Regions from separate parts of the Rattus norvegicus genome. Here region 2 is linked to region 1. A link is a contact called in public Hi-C data. All regions are on one chromosome and are shown on one strand. The core of a region is the stretch at or near the end of the contact, and the rest is flanking DNA. Distances in the headings are between cores, read along the strand shown.

Region 1 (2,700 bases), core at 138-2,637:
AGGTGAGGTCAAAGGTTAGCTTTCATAGAGGCTCACTATCCAGACAAGGCCTGAAGCCTTTCCAGGGGCAGAGTCCGGGTGACGTTGGATGTTGACCTCTAGTGTCAATGGACAAGGGGCCAGTGATGAAATCTTTGCCTCAGGTTTTCTAGGCAAAAACGGGAACTTAGCTATGTAGAGCCATAACCAGACTTTGTTATTCAAGGAGACCTGTGAAACGAGAGGTCTGGATTCACCGCGGACTGACTGTTTCCTTGAGTCTAAAAGGAGGCAAAGTCGTACTGAGCACCTGGAACCCTCCTAAAACGTTCTCTGTGTGTATGGTTTATCTGTAGGCAATGTGTTTACATACGTGTGCATGTCTGGAGACCAGAGGATGATGTTGAGTCTTTCTCAGGTTCCATTTTGACACACGGCTTCTCACTGAAACTGCCTTAGCTGACCCGGCTGGCCGGTAAGCCTCAGGGATCCCTGTCTCCCTCTGTCCAGTGCTGGCATTGCAGGTACTCACCACTGTGCTCAGCTTTTTATCTGGGTGCTGGGGTTCTGAACTCAGGTCCTGGTGCTTGCATAGCAAACGCTCCACCCCCGACCTATCTCCCAGTCCACCAGACGGGAGTCTCAGGCAGTAAAAGGAGTCACAGACGCCAAGAGCTTAGAGCCGGACGCTGCCTATAGCTGCCCCAGGAGATGCTATTGTTTTTCTGTCCTTGAGACCAACTGCAGCCACTCAAGAGAAATGGCTGTGCGGTGGGCACCCTGTTAGGCATAATTTCATCCTCATAGAAACTCTCTGTGCTACTGATTTTTTTTTGTCCCCAGGCATAGATGAAGAAAGTGAGGCATGGGGACCATCTGCTCAAGGTTACACATTAATGGATAAGGGACGTGGAAATCTAACTCAGGGGTGGCTGGCACAAGCTATCGCTTCTTACTACAAGGTACCCCGAGCAAAGCAAACAAACAAACAAAAAACAAAAACAAAATAAAAAAACCCAAACAAACAGAACAAGAAGCATCCTCACCCTAGGTATGTTCCAGGCCTCCTGAGAAGGCTATCCGGGAGCTCTTTCAACAGCCAACACGACAGAGTCATGGCTGTGATGTTTTCAAGCGATGTTTTTTAAAAGGATTCTTTTGGAACGATAACTAGATCTCGGGAAGTTTATTTTACGTAAGATTCCAACTTTTTTTTTGTAAGCTTTTGTGCAGCTTATGGGTTGCTCTGTTTTGCCTTAGCGTTTAAAGACCTGGTCTTCCTTTAAGGGCACGCGGAGGCCCCTTCAAAATCAAACCGGTCAATGGCATTGATTGGCTTTGCTGCTGTGTGCAGAAGACATTTCATGAAGGCTTTCTGTGCCAGCTGAGCCTGTCACCGCGGATGGCATTTGAGGCTAGAGACTCAGCTGTGTCCTGTAGGGCTGTGGGTGAGGGATAGTGCGTGTTGGGGCACTCCTGTGCACTGCTGCGAGGGGTCCAGGTGAAGTTGGGGTGCATCGTGTGGTGGTAAGGGTGGAAACACAGAATCCCTGAGGTCCCCAATACCCTCTTTCTTCAAGGAAAGGATGACCAGCATAACCTGAAGATTTGTCACACTCAGAGTGGAGTTGACTCTGACTGAGCTTGCTCCTTGGCTAGCTCACTGCTCCTGGCTCCTGAACTTTTCCTCCCCCCCCCCCCACCAAGACCACAACAAGGGAAGATTGACAGCTGGAATGGAAAAACCCACAGTGTGGTCTACAAATACAGATAGGGCCAGAAGTGGGGGAAGATCCTCTCTCCTTCCCTGTTTGTTCAGAGATAAAGAGGCCCATTCAGTCCACATGGGGTTCAGAAATTTAAACATACATCAATGGATGGCAGAATGGAACTGCCCTGCTTGGGCCAAGTCCAGAGTCAGGCACCTCAGGTTCCGAGCCCTCTGTGCCAAGTGTCCCCAATCCCTCCCTTTCAAACCGTCACCCTTTAAGCATTTACTGTGCAATCTCAGAGCCAAGACGTTTCTTTTTCTTCTATATTTTTTTGATTTAAAAAAAGAAGCCTCTTATATTTCTAATCCTGGAGTTTCAGATCTGACAATCCCCGTTCCAAAGACAAAAGTTCTTTTTTTCTTTTGTCTTATCTTTTTTTTTAATTCTTTACTGGAATTTTTTCATTCCTTCTCACCCATCCCAGCCCCATTTCTCATTTCCTCAGGAAACCATTTAGCTAGAGACACAGGGAAAGTTCCCCCAGCACATTTCACCAGCCCCCACAGACTCCCACATTCCAGGCAGTGATCAGACACTAAGAACGCACAGTCTCGCCCGTGAGCATTTCTGCCAGGGGACAGTTGGAAAGGCTCTCACCCCTATTCACACCAGCTTGCCTTCAGGAACTCCTGCAAATGTCAGGTCGGCCCCTCCATGTCACTTTTTGGAATATCCAGGTAAAGCCACCACGGAGCTCCCATGGGGTCACTGGAGAGGACACTCCTGTGTGCTTTCCAGGATTCTCTTGGAAGAGCACCTGCAGAGACAGTCTGGGGGAGGGGGCTGCAGTGGGAAGATGCTGCACTCTGCAGAGTTTTATCTGTTGGCGGACAGGCGACCGGCGGGCAAGACCTCTGTTCCCTGTTTTGGAGGAAGGCTCTGCATCTCCAGGAGGAACGAATAGACCCAAAGAGAGCAAATTAAGTGTGTGTTTTGGTGGTAAGTGTTA
Region 2 (2,700 bases), core at 163-2,662, 83 kb after region 1:
GTTTTTGACACTATCTTTTAAGCTAATCCCTCCACGTCCCCCAAACTTCAACATAAAAACGGAAGATGTGTGTAAGGATGACAGGGCTGGTTGAGAGGGAGAAAAGAGAGCCCTGCTTGTATTTTGGTGAATCCGTCCGTGTGTGGGTTTTCTTTCTTTTTTCCTTCTCCACTTTTTTTTAATACTATAAAAGGGCAATAAAATGCTGACTTGGAGAAGACAATGTCAAGGAGAAAAGGGTGCTGGTATTTTGGATACTCTTCACTGCTCGCCTTGGAGAGAGTTATTCTTGTCACAGGCCTTTTGTCTGCATCTGCTGACGGCTTGCCCATAGCCAGCAGCATACTTTAACTGTTTTGTCACCTCCCAACATCACATGCATCAGCTGTTGGGCTTTTGTTACGGGTATTGTAGAACTAATCCGCTGTGGCTGTTCTACTGTGCAGTAAATAAAACAGAAACCGGCTTCTCAGACCGTTGTGCATGAATATTTCAGACAGCTTTTTACAACTCGGGGACTCACCAAATCAAATAAATAAATAACTCCCCCACCCCCAGCATCCACAGACCCTCCCCACCGACTGAAACAAAACCCCTCCAGCTCAACACAGATGCCTCCGAGTCACAGGGAGTGAAGCTGGCAAGTTGAAAGAAGAGTGTTCTCGACTTGGGCCCTCCCGAGTTCGTAGTTAAGAGGAGAGTTAAATACATCTGAGGCTCAGCACTGAAAATTTGCAGAGCCTTTGGTGGGGGGGTTGTATGTTTATATAGTTATATATTTTAATATATTTTGCACACACATGTACGTGTATGTTTCCATATATACTCTTAATTAATCCCTGTGTCCTTTCTATAATGTGTACCCTGTACAGAGGTGTGCTGAGAAAATCAGACTCTAAAATGTTCTTCAAAACTAAATACACACCACGAACCCACTCCACGTAGGAACAGGGCAGTCCACCAAGTAGAGACACCAAGGCCTCCCCACAAGATGACTTCTGAATGTCTTTGGAAGAGTTCAGGAGAGAAAGGGCATCTATCTTCCCCACATGGGCATGCTTGGGACACAAAGGTCCCAGGAAAGAGACAAACACTGAAGTTCTTTCGGAGCCATTCACCCCGGTGGGCACATGATTCCCCTAAACAAACTGGCCCATCCCTGCTGTTTGGTAAGTAAATATTGATCGAGGAGAGGCCTGTCTCCTGACAGCAGTGGCTTAAGCTGGGGACCTGTACTGCTCAAGAGTGGGGTTAGAGGATGAACTCGGATGGTGCATCACTCTTCACAGACTACCAGTCAGAACAGACACACACGCTATGGCATGGCAGCTCTTCGCCTCTGTCTTGGTCACCCTAACACCTGCCAGGAGCAGAACAGAGAAATCACAGGCCTGTGAAATATGGTCACATGATATCAGCCAGGCGTGCAGCTGTGCTATGTGGACAGCCCCGACTCCCCGGCCTTTCAGAAGAGGAGGAGGTTCAGGATGCTCTTGGTGCACTGTGGGATTCTCTCCCAGTACCTTCTCTGTCCAGGGAATGTGCATGGGAAGGCAAGCCCAAGTGAACCCATGGACAGAGACTTCAGAAGAGAGTTCTGCCACCCATGAAGCATCTCCCCTCTCCGAGGTTTAGTGAGCAAGCCCAAAGCCTGGTTTGGGGTCTGCTTGGGTGATGTTATTGGCTGGGCCAGCACATGGAGAAAGATGCCTTGTGCTTTATGTTGGTTATTTCATAACTGGGACTCAAAGGCCTCATCTTCTGTCGTGTCAGGGGCTGAACAGAAGTGTGTTCTTCCTTGGGAAGAGTCAGTTTTGAGTCCTCTTTACAGACTGGGTATGTATTAGCCCCGAGTGCCATGATCTAAGAGTAAGTCGTCCTGTTTTGAGTTCTTAACAAGTTTGATTAGGATGCCCCGAGTGCTCTCTCTAAGTGTGCAGAAGGAGGCCGCCTCCAGAGTTAGAGCAGACTAAATGGATGTCTTCACAACAACTAAGATTAGGCCTAAGTCCTCCCTCTCTCTGATGCTGCAGCCGGCATTCAACTTTCAGGCACCCTGGAGACTTCAATTAGTTTAATACTCTGTGTAATGTGGGGCCCCAAGGGTGAACCTATTTCCTAACTACACATTTAGTTCCTTAAACACCTGAAGAATAAATATTCTTAGGAAAAGTTTAACACACACACACACACACACACACACACCCCATACACACACACACACACACACACACACACCACACACACACACACACACACACACGGGGCGGGGGAGGGGGTCTGTGTTCCCTTGGTCTAAGCAAAAGAACATATGGTATAATAGTCTGTGCCTCCTCTCCCCCCACCCGCCCCCTTCATTCTAAAACAAAGCTGCAAAAAAGAACAATGTTCTGTTGAGCAAAATTCAGTAGCATTCTGTAAACATTAATTTAAGAAAATCAATAGACTCAGTGAGCTATGCTACAAGATAAACCGGCCAGAGTGCCACTTTGTCAAACAGATTTCCCTTTCCCTAGGCTGGAGAAAGACAGTTTCAAAATGGGGCAAACGTGTTGCAACCAAGGTTTGAAAAGTATGTGGCCTTCAAAACAGTCTGTCCCTTCCTACTACAAAGCTAGGCAAACATAGTTTCAAAATGATAAGACCGGTTGGGAATGGATTTGGTGTTCAAATTTTACACAGAGTAGGTTTTTCTCAGGT

Evidence for each region. A called contact is a pair of places that touch in the nucleus more often than the background predicts.
Region 2: a contact with region 1 is called in a Hi-C map of liver, with 4 times the contacts expected there. The contact joins two enhancer-like sites. A contact is called at or near these places in 4 of 12 Hi-C or Micro-C datasets (hepatocytes, kidney and liver).

What each region holds. Positions count from the first base shown.
Region 1 is chr13:104,124,489-104,127,188 of GRCr8, forward strand. No RefSeq gene overlaps it. Among named protein-coding and RNA genes, the nearest start is that of Prox1, 130 kb to the right of the region's middle. Within about 2 kb of position 1,388, at least 3 of the 93 cell types and tissues checked have an H3K27ac peak or open chromatin away from gene starts, as enhancers often do. A contact at or near this core is called in hepatocytes and liver, where this site is marked.
Region 2 is chr13:104,207,264-104,209,963 of GRCr8, forward strand. All of the region lies in intron 4 of Prox1 (prospero homeobox 1), which reads right to left. Among named protein-coding and RNA genes, the nearest start is that of Prox1, 42 kb to the right of the region's middle. Within about 2 kb of position 1,413, at least 20 of the 93 cell types and tissues checked have an H3K27ac peak or open chromatin away from gene starts, as enhancers often do. A contact at or near this core is called in hepatocytes and liver, where this site is marked.